Linked DNA regions of Zea mays: all the other regions are linked to region 3. Evidence: chromatin contacts called from public Hi-C data. All regions are on one chromosome and are shown on one strand. Each heading gives the region's core, a stretch centred on a gene start, on an enhancer-like site or on the middle of the called end of the contact. The rest is flanking DNA. Distances are from core to core; before and after follow the strand shown.

The links. Hi-C and Micro-C count contacts between places; a contact is called where the count stands out from the background.
Region 1: a Hi-C map of ear shows a contact between it and region 3, with 1.8 times the contacts expected there. The contact joins the promoter of LOC100284371 here to the promoter of LOC100279280 in region 3. A contact is called at or near these places in 3 of 25 Hi-C or Micro-C datasets (bundle sheath, ear and tassel).
Region 2: a contact with region 3 is called in a Hi-C map of tassel, with 4 times the contacts expected there. The contact joins the promoter of LOC103636980 here to the promoter of LOC100279280 in region 3. A contact is called at or near these places in 2 of 25 Hi-C or Micro-C datasets (ear and tassel).

What each region holds. Positions count from the first base shown.
Region 1 is chr8:65,924,027-65,927,948 of Zm-B73-REFERENCE-NAM-5.0, reverse strand. LOC100284371 reads right to left here and starts at 2,618. Exons shown (of 4, transcript NM_001157266.1): 1 at 2,225-2,618; 2 at 1,237-1,625; 3 at 590-831; 4 at 1-479. The coding sequence starts at 2,327.
Region 2 is chr8:66,147,552-66,151,432 of Zm-B73-REFERENCE-NAM-5.0, reverse strand. LOC103636980 (Protein PLASTID MOVEMENT IMPAIRED 2) reads left to right here and starts at 2,214. Exons shown (of 2, transcript XM_008659273.4): 1 at 2,214-3,074; 2 at 3,151-3,881. The coding sequence starts at 2,955. It overlaps LOC111590087 (U5 spliceosomal RNA), which reads left to right and starts at 2,074; the gene lies at 2,074-2,193.
Region 3 is chr8:65,328,203-65,331,778 of Zm-B73-REFERENCE-NAM-5.0, reverse strand. It overlaps LOC100279280, which reads left to right and starts at 1,946. Exons shown (of 15, transcript NM_001152301.1): 1 at 1,946-2,097; 2 at 2,256-2,325; 3 at 2,529-2,626. The coding sequence starts at 2,008.

The DNA.
Region 1 (3,922 bases), core at 1,369-3,868, 600 kb before region 3:
TCCAGTTCAGGGCCCTCTCACCGGGCTTCAGGAACACATTGCTACCGTGCGGGAGCTTGCGCGCGAGACCGTTCAGAATCTGGTGGAACGCGTCTCCTGCTTGAGCAGGCTGTGGGAACAGCATGGCCTGCTTCATAGACGGGTTCGCGAGGAGCCGTTGCTTCCTCAGCACGACGTCCGTGGGAATGGACGTCAGGATGCTGTCCAGCCGCGGGACATCCTCCTCGGCGACAAAGACGCCGATCTCCTCCCACGGGATGGCGTCCGCGAAGGGAAGGACGATGTCGTCTGCGATGATCACCGGGATGCAGCCGAAGACCACGGCCTCCACCAGCCTGGGACTCCACGGTGCCCAGCCCAACGGGCAGAGGCAGAACACGGAGCGCTGCATGTCTTCGTAGTATGTCGGTGGGTGGTCGGTCGAGATGTCAAACAGCGGGTTGTTCTTGAAGTTCTCCCAGACCGACGCGCGAGCACCTCTGCAGAACAGGCAATGCCATCAAATAGACACTAAGCCCATGATGCGATGGAAGGATGAGAAACGAGGGAGGTGTCAATTGCATTGCTTGTAGACAGATGTATGAAGTACCTCGCATAATAACCACCCTCGGGGTCATTGCCGGTGTCATAGAACAGACCTCGGAAGTACACGAAGATGGATCGAGGGGTGTCTGCAGGGATAAGGTGAGTCTGCATCTTCTGAGGAGGCGCGTATGGTGGGATGGTGATGGACCCATCCTTCAGGCAGACATGGTTCTTCTGTCCGAAGGTCTGAACCAGCGTAGCACGCTGAAGCAAGGGAAGGATTCCCCGTCCGATTGCTTTTTCTTCCTGATACAGTGGAAGTGTTTATTACAGAAAAATCAGATATTGAAACAGATAGTAAGAGTAGTCAATTGGAAGCTGAGTAAGTGGTTATTTCCTATAGGTGGTTAGTGAATGATGAATATGGACATATCTATAAGTAAACTAAAATCCGGGGCATGTTTATTCTAGAAGGGGCAAAGAACATATTGAGCCTGAAAACAAATTAAGTTAAGAGTAGTTGATTCATATTGATACAATCATCTTGATACCCCTATCGCCCCCATGATTACTGCCAGAATCAGATATGATCCAGCTGTTTCGACGCTACACACTACTAAACTATAATTGATAAATGCTAAACATCTAATCTTCGTTACTTCAAGGATACATAAATGCATGTAACCGCTACTTAATCTACTAGCATCGTACCTGATAATGAAAGCAAGCACCAAAGTCATGGGGCGTGACAAAGAAATGATCAGCGCCCTCTGATCTATTCCAGTAAGGCCAATTCGTAGCAATCAGCTGGATCGCGCTGCGCATCATTCGAGGAGACTTGAAAGGCAAGGGAAGACCCTTGGGGGTGAGATCGCATGTCGTGTATACGGGCGTGTAGAACCAATCTGCTTCCTCAGGATTAAAAGTTCGGACAGCACTCGACAACAGGAACCTGTGCATGAAGATCTCGGCGGCAAACATGTGGTTCAGGCACCTAGGATCCTTCTTCAGCAGCTTCTTGTTGTATTTGCTGGGGAGATCATAGACAAAGACCTTGAGCCTCCCAACAGGGTTATCTTCTAACACATCACCAGCGCTTCCTGCATTTTGTTGGCCACGGCATTAGGGCTAGCATAAAAGTGGGGAAAAGAATATACCTAGCTAAGAAAACCCTGAAGCAACGGTCCGCTAGCTAAGCAATCTGCATGTCTCAAACGAATTGTGTGCCTATGTTAAACTGAATGAATGATGGTTATCATCATGTACTATCGAATGCTCCACTGAGTACGATCCTGTTTGTCAAGCTTGATGGGTTACTTGGCACTACAGAGTGCATCAGTTGGTCAACGACAAAAAATTGAAGCGTGTATGTCAGCAGGAGCAGGATGTTCGGATAAAAAAGGTGTTTTTAACCAGATCAAATAACTATGAAAAGGACACCGAAGGATCAACCTGCATTCTGGTTATCTGTAACCCAGTAGCATATGGATTCAGGGTTCAGAGGCCAAACAGCTCAAGCTGTCATACTAACTTCTTGCTTTGCCAATTCACTAGAGAAAACGTATGTACTAGGAGCAAAAAGAACACTAGAGAATACGAGTAGCTCGATCCCTACAAACTGACAAGAACGTGCTCATCTAGATCAGAAGCAAGATGGAAAGGAACACAAGCATAGAGGGGTCGCGCCGCCGCCGCGTACCTTCGATCCGCTCGGTCTCCTGCGCCGTGACGGCAGCGATGCTGGAGCAGGCGAGAAGCATGGCGAGCGCCAGGGCCATCGCCGGCGCGCTCCCCTTCTCCATCGGTCCTCGCCCGCGCCGCCGCGTTCCCTCCCCGCCACTTGATGCTCGGGTGGTCAAGGGAACGGGGAGAGGGATCGAGAGGACGGAGGGGAAGTAGTAGGAAGCTAGTGGGTTCCTCGGCAGGCAAGGAGGAGAGGGATCCCCGGAGTCAAAAGGAACGGCAGGGACGTGTTGCTGTGCGCCGCGTGCTTTCTCGCTGTCGGCGGAAGAGGGCAGGGGCTCTGGGGGAGGAAGAAGAGATCCCACTCACAGGCAAGCCAAAGGGAAGCCTTTTCCCCCCATCCCACCAAGCTGTTAGCTGTGTTTGGTGGTGGGGGTGCTCCGGAGAAGGTGAGCGGTGGCTTTCCTAGGCTTTTCCCTTCTTCCTCTGAAAAATTCCAACAAACACACGCACATCCTCAGGAAGAAGAGGGAACCCGCGTAGAGATGGCAATGGGTACCCGCGACCCGATACCCGATGGGTATTTACTCCATTAGGGTATGTATGTGGGCTAAATATTCTACCCGTGGGTCTGTTATTGGGCAAAAATCTTCACCCAATGGGTAAACGGGTATTAGAACGTTCCACCTTCACCCATACCCGTTAACCCGTGGGTATAAAATACCCAATATAAACTTAGCTCAAGCATGAACTTAGACTTTAGTCATCCATCTTTTTTACTATTTAATAATCTTTTAGGTCATTATGTCATAGAAGGCTTAACGACAATTTAATGACCAGGTAATGGAACATGTAATTCACCCAATGTGTGTTGAATGGATGGTTAAATGATGCTAGAAATTTTGTAATGGTATTTAGATGGATATACTTGATATTTGTATAATATAATATTTTGATAGATGTTTAATTTTTGTGGGTACGGGTGACCCGATGGGTGACCCATACCCACGTGGGTATGGGTATGGGGGTAAATCCATACCCACCAGTGTATATGGGTGACCCGGTGGGGTTATTTTTTTGTCGTGGGTATGAGTATGGGGTAGTAATACCCGGTGGGTATTTACCCATTGCCATCTCTAAACCCGCGCTGTCTATCTGATTGTCCCCGTTTTCCGGCTGCCTTTTCCCTACTAATCAATTATTTTTAACTTTAACCACATTTATATAAAAATATTAATATCTATGATACATAATTAGTATCATTAGGTCCTTGAATCTATTTTTAGTAAAATTATTCGAAAATACAAATGTTGCTAATAAATTCAATAAATCTAGTCAATTTTAATAAAGTTTGGGTGACACGAATATCATAGCGACAAACATTTGTGAACGAATGGAGTACTATTAAAGTCATATCTAACAGATTCTCTATTTTATCACCTATTTTAAACTTTATTCTATAAATAGTATTGTCGGGGACCATAATTAGGGACCCTCAATACTCCTAATTCTCAGCTGGTAACCCCCATCAGCATAAAGCTGCAAAGGCCTGATGGGTGCGATTAAGTTAGGGATCAGTCCATTCGAGGGACTCGATCGCGTCTCGCCCGAGCCTAGCCTCGGACAAGGGCAGCCGAACCCGGAAGATCTCCGTCTCGCCCGAGGCCCCCCTCCAGCGGCGAACATATTTCCGGCTCGCCCGAGGCCCTGTCTT
Region 2 (3,881 bases), core at 965-3,464, 820 kb before region 3:
ACGCTGATCACACTCTTCCAGCTTATCTCCTAGTTAATAGCGAAGAGACTTTGCTTATCTTAAGGAAAACCCGGTGGCTTCGTTCCGATCTATCTCCCGCATTTGAGGGCGTCGGGCGTGGGAAAGGCAAACGGCTCCCTCGAGATTATGCCTAATCTGCGAACGACCCGAGCGCGAGCCCATCGCCTTCTTGAGTTGGCCCATTTCAACTGTAATCTTTGTCCAGCCCACGATGAGATGACCTTGTGGGGTGACTAGTTTGTGGCCCCACGCAAGGTTTTTCGCCTTTTAGTGGACCCAGGGGATATCTGTCCCCCACAAGCCCCTAATCTTTGAGTTGATTTTAAAATAATCGACTCAAAGGTTCCTGGTCCTGCCCATGGGTTTGTGGCATGACTTGATCATTTGTACCTCTGTTGGGTCATTGGGTGCACCAAAGGTGCACCCATTGGGTGTAGCCTCCGAGATTTGAGTGGATTTTAGAAGTAATCCATTCAAAGGTCTTCATCTTTATACTTTTGAAATCAACACTTGGCTTCAGGGCGTCGTGAATTTGTTAGGTGTACCGAAGGTGCACCCATTGGGTGTAGCCCCCAAGCTTTGAGTGGATTTTAGAAGTAATCCATTCAAAGGTCTTCATATTTATGCTTTTGAAATCAGCACTTGGCTTCAGGGTGTCGTGAATCTGTTGGGTGCACTGAAGGTGCACTCAATGAGTGTAGCCCCTGAGCTTTGAGTGGATTTGAGAAGTAATCCATTCAAATGTCTTCATCCTTCTGCTTTTCAAATCAGCATTTGGCTTCCAGGCATTGTGAATCAGTTGTGTAGTCCCGGGGCTTTGAGTGGATTTTAGAAGTATTCCATTCAAAGGTCTTCATACTTTTGCTTTTCAAATCAGCATTTGGCTTTCAGGCATTGTGAATCTGTTGGGTGCACCGAAGGCGCACCCAATAGGTGTAGCCCCCGAGCTTTGAGTTGATTCTGAAATAATCAATTCAAAGGTCTTCATCTTGTGTCGTTTTCAAAATAATTTTTAGAATAACGAGACGATGACGTTTGTTTATATCTTGTTAGGTCTGAAATCAATTTGATCGGTGACAAGTTGGACATCTGTCCGCTACCGCAAAAATATATTTGCGTTGTTCACCATTTAAGCTGCATTCATGCTAGTTGTATCTTATACTCCGCACCTTTTTTTGTCGCAGAAAGTTATTAAGACATGTTTAAACATTGACTATAACGTTTTACCAAAATTTTCAAGTTTTTTTAGATACATTTTTAATCTTGCCAGAGCTAAATATATTCTTTAGAGCTTCTAGGGAATATGGATACCAACATGAGATCTAAATATTTTATTTGGATTTTCTTGTCCTAATCTAACTCTGGAGTTTGCTTAAAAACTATAAACTTAGGAACATTTTTTACGTTTAAAAGTTTTACCAAGTATCTAACAGAGACACAGTTTTTATTTTGTTAATACAAATGATGAAACTGCCTTTAAAACCAATTCAAGTTAAGATAGAGACGTAATATAAAAAGTTTTAAAACTTTGGAGGTAATATATATCTATATATATATATAATTTTAAAATTTAGTAAGAAAAATTAGACCACGGATACTCACATAGAGGTAGAGCTAAAATAGACTTCCTTTCACTCCAGAACACGTATCAGCAAAAATAGGTCAGACCAACTCGTGGGCTGCAAATGATGTTCAGCACATGGGCCGTGGCCTCTGGGCTGCTTTGATAGGGTCGCCTTGATAGCCCTTTTGGCAAGAAACGAATAAAAAAAGAACTCGTTAAAGACGCTGACTGCGCGTCCAGCAAGCTCGAAGCCAGCGGCCAGCGTGGAACTTCACTTGTGAAATCGTTGGCAGGCCAGACTCCGCACGATTCATTGCTGGACGGCCCATGGATGGATGTAGAACAGCCCACTTGAACCCTGGACAGAAGACTCGGCCGAAAGTAGGTGTTGATCATGGGATTATTAGTACCTTATCGTGGAGCTGATAGACATAGGGTTACGGGACAAGTTATAAGAGAGGGGTTGGTGTCACCAGACTAAAACACGGAGCTGTGTGGTGAGCACAAAGCGAACTATTCTTTCGCCTTTTACTAAAGAATACTGTGTGCTCATCATAATTAGCAGCATACCTTAATTTTTTAAGGGTGTTCTCCTATTTAGGGAGGACCCCAACAAATTCAATGTAATTTAATTAATTTAAATTCTCAATTCTCATTCAAACAACCAGTCTCAATTCTAGTTCTTATATGGCCTCAAGCAACAATATTCTTTTATTTATCAATTCAATTCATCAGCCAGACAGGAGAAGGCAACTGAATCTTCAAAAAGGAGAAGGCAACTGTGTTGTCATCGCAGCATCAGGTGCCGAGTGTTCTCGCTTTGCTGCTGATCTGACTCTGCACAATGCAGCAATTCCCTGGATGAAGCTCATGCACCGCAATTCACGATGGTGATGATACATTTTCCACAGCTTGTCCTATGCACACAGGCGCCAACAGCAAGGTGGTTGTCTGGTATTTGCTAGTAAGCCCGCAGGAGTCTCCAAGGCACGGGCGTTGTCCTCTGCACACAGGCTGCCGTTAGCTGGTGGGAGCACCCAAACTGATCTCGGGACCTCCATTTATATTCTGTCCAATGAACCAACCAACCACCAAGGCAACTGAGTTAACAAGGAAGCAATTTTCGAAAAGAAAATGAAGGGAAATGCGAGCTGGGTATTTTGGTCGCTTTCTAGGAATGCCCCACAGCAACAGCATGGATACTGTAGAGCTGCGACTGTGATGTATTTTGTATGTGCTTTTCTAGTGAGGGGGGCTCCTCTGAATTTTGCCATGCATTCCCAGGCTTGGAACTTCAACGCCAACGCTTGTCGTTTATGTTGTTGCCGTCCTACTATATAACCAAGCTTCTAAGAGATCTTTCAAGGACATGGAGAGTAAAATGGAGCAGAACTCGGGAGAGATCAGGTCGGGAGAGGCCATGAGCATTTTTGGCCAGAGCATCGATGTGAGGAGGCCGGGGAGGAGCAGGAGAAGAGCCGCCAACAAGGTACCATCTGAATTCTCAACTCTGAAAATGAAAATGATGTGCTGCGCTTGACACCGACCGTGGCGCATGCATGCAGAAATTCTCACCCGCGACTGCGAGCGAATCACAATCACCCACCCTGGAGCGGCTGCTGGACCAGCGCAGGGCCGTCGTCACGGAGCGGGAGCGCGGCCGTGCCGAGTCCGAGCTGTCAAGGGCGACTGGCATGGCCCAGGAACTGGAGCGGCAGGTCGAGCAGGCCAACGCCGCCACGGCGAGGGCTTCTCACAGGCCGGAGCTCCAAAGAACACGTGCCAGCGGCAGCAGGAGGAAGAAGACGGGGTTGGTGGTGGACGCCGCCGACCATCCTCGGGATCAGAGCAGCACGCTGCTCGTCGAGGTGATGCAGGAGCTGGACCGCGTCAAGAGGGAGCTCCGGCAGCTGCAGCGCGAGGTGAAGTCCGCGAGGGAGGCCGAGGCCGAGGCCGAGGGAGTCGCGGAGACGCCGACGCCCAGAGCGACGAGCCCCGGTCCGCCTCCCCTCGACGGTGCGGAGGGAGAGGCCGGCGAGGGAAACGAGGAGCGTGGCCCAGGCATAATGGAGCTCGCCGTGGCCGGTGGATTCCGCAAGCAGGGCGTGCAGGACACGAGGGCGCGTGCCTTAGTGCTGCGTAGGGACAGGAGCCTCGGAGCGAGCGACCCTGACGAGAGGTTCGCCACCGCCAGCAGCTCCGACGTGGGACTCGAGTCCGCGGACACGGCGGCGGCGGTGCCGGCGACGGCCCACGCCGTCGTGGACGCCGAGACCGCACCGACGGCAGCGCGGCA
Region 3 (3,576 bases), core at 697-3,196:
ACAGTACAAGATTCCATGATAAGCCATCACTTGTACAGTACAAGATGCCTACCATTCCTTGTTCCTCGGGGGAAACAGTCCATGACACAGTTCAGTTCGTATCCAAAACCGAGTAGGCACTGGGTTCTCACTAGACCATCATCACTTGTGTCTTATCTCTCTTCACACAATGCTGATGAACACCCTGACAACCACCGAACCGCATCCAGAAAGAGTTTAGCACGATTACAACCATAGATAGATTGATGGCTGCTTGAAACCTAGTGCTAGCTAGTAAATCCAAGCAATGATTGGGTAAAACCGAAACCAGTAATAGGCAGTGGTCAAGCTGGTGTTAGATTCCCCTCCGGTCATCCTGTCTTCATTCAGCGACGCGCAATTATCACAAGTTCACAACGGAAGGCTGACGCGGAATTTCCAGACGACGGACGACAAACAGCTAATCATAAATCATGGTCATGGGCAGGAGACATCACTGGAACCATTTGTTTTTTTTCTTCAGCTTTGGTTACATGGTAGAAGAAGGGGTCCACATCCCAACACCGTTTCATTGGTCGACGCGAGAAGGCGTCTGTTCGTACGATCGGAGTGCCTGATGACACCCATAGGGATGAAAACCGACGGAAAACTTCTCTCCCGTTTTCATATCCGGAATAGTTGGAAACGGAAACGTGAGCGAGATAAACGAAATTGAGAAAACGAACAAAAACAGAAATACTAACAAAAACTTATAATTTAATATAAATAAAAAATAAAAATGATATTGATGTTTGACTAGTATTTGATTAGAAGAACAATAACATAAAACAAATAGATATAGAGACGCAACATTCTATTGTTGTTTGATTGCTAATGGTGTACATTTAGTTACATCCGATATTGTTTAAGACTTTAAACCATTTGTCATTGAAAAGAGCCGATGATTACAATGGCCACTGGTGTTATAATTTGTCACCTAAAGACACGAGACTTTAGTTTATATACTATGCATATTAGGCTCGTCCCATATTTATCAAATACAGAATAAATACGGATAAAATCCGGATAAAAACAGGATCCCGCAAAAACGGACGGAATAAACTCTCTTCCGTTTCTGTCCCGTTTTCATATTTTTTAATATACAAAAACGGTCGAATCAAATATAGAAAACGGTACAGATCGGGACGAGATTTTATCTGTCCGTTCTGACACAGAGGCATGAGGCCATAGAATACGTTTTTTTCCACATGAGACACTTCACTTCTTTGGATTCGTCCGTGTATTTCTTTGGAGCATACACTGAAACTATCGTGTACACGTATGGTTTTTGATAATCACGACAATCAGAGAACTGATCTTTGTTCTACGCGTTGTGAATAAAAGATAGATCTAAGTCCACACCTGAATGTTTAGCGAGTTGGTCTATCATGAAAAGAATAATGATAGCCATAGGTGACCATGTGCTTAACATGCAAGAAGAAAAAAAGTAAATGTTTAAAATGGATGTATAATAAGCTAATATATTTTGTCTTACCAATCAGATTGATTTGTTATTTGAATGTTTGATGTTATGAACTAAAATTTAGTCAGGAACAAACAGCCATCAGCGTTGAATGCCATGCCATAAAGGGAAAAACATTTTATGTTAGTTCAAAGGAGTTTTTTTTTAATGCGAATAGGCGTCGGGCGTCGCCTTCCTCAAGCCTCGAACCTTCCGCTCGTAAACCGCCCTCGAGCGGTCGAGCGGTCGAGCCGCACCCGCTCTCGTACTCGTAGGCAAGGCAACTTCGCAAAACGGCAAAAAGGCAGCCACGCCTTGTTCATTTTTATTTTTTTAATCTCCTCCCGTCGGCGAAATTTTACACGCCAGCAAAACCGCCCTGAGGATGAAATAGAAAAAACCCCAAACAAGCCCTAACGCGTCCCCCGGAACCAGAACAAGTCCAGTCTGTCCAGAAATACATTAGAAAAAAGAGCCAAAGAGGAGAACACCGGCCGGCGAGGTGGACGAAGCGGCCCGCCGAGGAAATGGCGTCGATGCAGAGCTGGCGCAAGGCCTACGGCGCCATCAAGGACACCACCACCGTTAGCATCGCCAATCTCAACTCCGACTTCAAGGTGTGCCTTCGATCCGGTATCTTTCCCCCCGATTTTCCCGGATTTTTTCCGACCTATGTTTGGGCAGTTCCTTCAAACCCTAGTCTCCAGTGGTGTGCTGCGGCGCGGGAGCATGCTCGGATCTGCTGGTTTTGATTGGCGTCTACTCGCTTTTGTAGGATCTGGATGTGGCGATCGTGAAGGCGACTAACCACGTGGAGTGCCCGCCTAAGGAGCGACACCTGCGCAGTGCGTTGATTTGTTCTTATACCCCGTGTTTCCGCGTATCTAGGCTTCGGCCTAATTTAGTGTTTTTCTATTGGGGGCGGGCGGAATTAGATCGTGCCTATAAGTGGCGAGGGGAGGCTCTGAAGGGGGGAGGGAAGGGCGTGCGTGCTTTTGGGTTCGTGCAGTGTTTAATGATGGTTGATTGTTGCGTGGTGGTATCACAGGGGTTGTTGCAGCGACGTCCATCACCAGGCCTCGGGCAGATGTCGCCTACTGCATCCACGCGCTTGCCCGCCGTCTTGCCAAGACCCGCAACTGGATCGTAAGTTCTATGCCTGAATGCTATTTTTCCTTGTTGGTGCTTAGTCTTGAGATTTAGTTGTTTTTGGATGTAATTTTAATTGGACATTCTCTTTGCGAACATTCTGCACACAATCATGCATCGTATTAAGGAGATTTGGGTTATACTCTGGATGATATATTTCCCTGATGGGATATGGAATATCTGTTTGAGTTGATTGTAAGCATGAACGAAGCCTTGATTCAAATAGAATGCAGAGCATTGGGTGAGTAAGTGTGAACAATTGACTTGATTCAAATGACATTACAACACACAGTATGCTGCTTGTTAATTGCGTCCAGCCAGAAGATTGATAAGGCTAGCAAGAAGGGATTTGACAGTGCTGTCATTTAGGTGCTTGAACATTATGGATTCACAGAAACAAGTGTGTCTTTTATGGCGCTTCCCCCCTCTCTCAATGGCTATCTGTATTTTATATTGGAGGAGATGAGAATTTGGGGCCTTGGCTTGGAGGTCGAAAGCTTCAGGAATTGTCATAGGTCAGGGGCTAGGACTAACCTGATTAGTGCAGGCTAGGGTCATTCTTCGGATTTTTCTTTCAGGTGTTTGTGGTTCTTCTAGTGCTATATAAGGCGTCCCCTGCTTACTCTCCGGTGAGATATGAGGGTTGTGTTGTATGGGATGTTCTTTCTTTCTCTTACCTCTAATTAAAAGATGCACAGATCTCCTGCGTGTTCTAGAGAAAGAATCTTACTTATGGTTGATACCCTAGGCAAGTTAATACTATTTACGATTTGAGATGAAAATATGTGACTTCAAATGTAATATGTTTTTATCAAAGATTTACAACTGGATAGCAGAAGTTGCAATGCGTTGTTTTGTTTGGAAATATAGAGTTTCAGTGTATGCTAGATTAGTAGATTGGCTGTTTATAGTTTTCTGAATCATGTTAAATAAATGGGGTTTTGAAG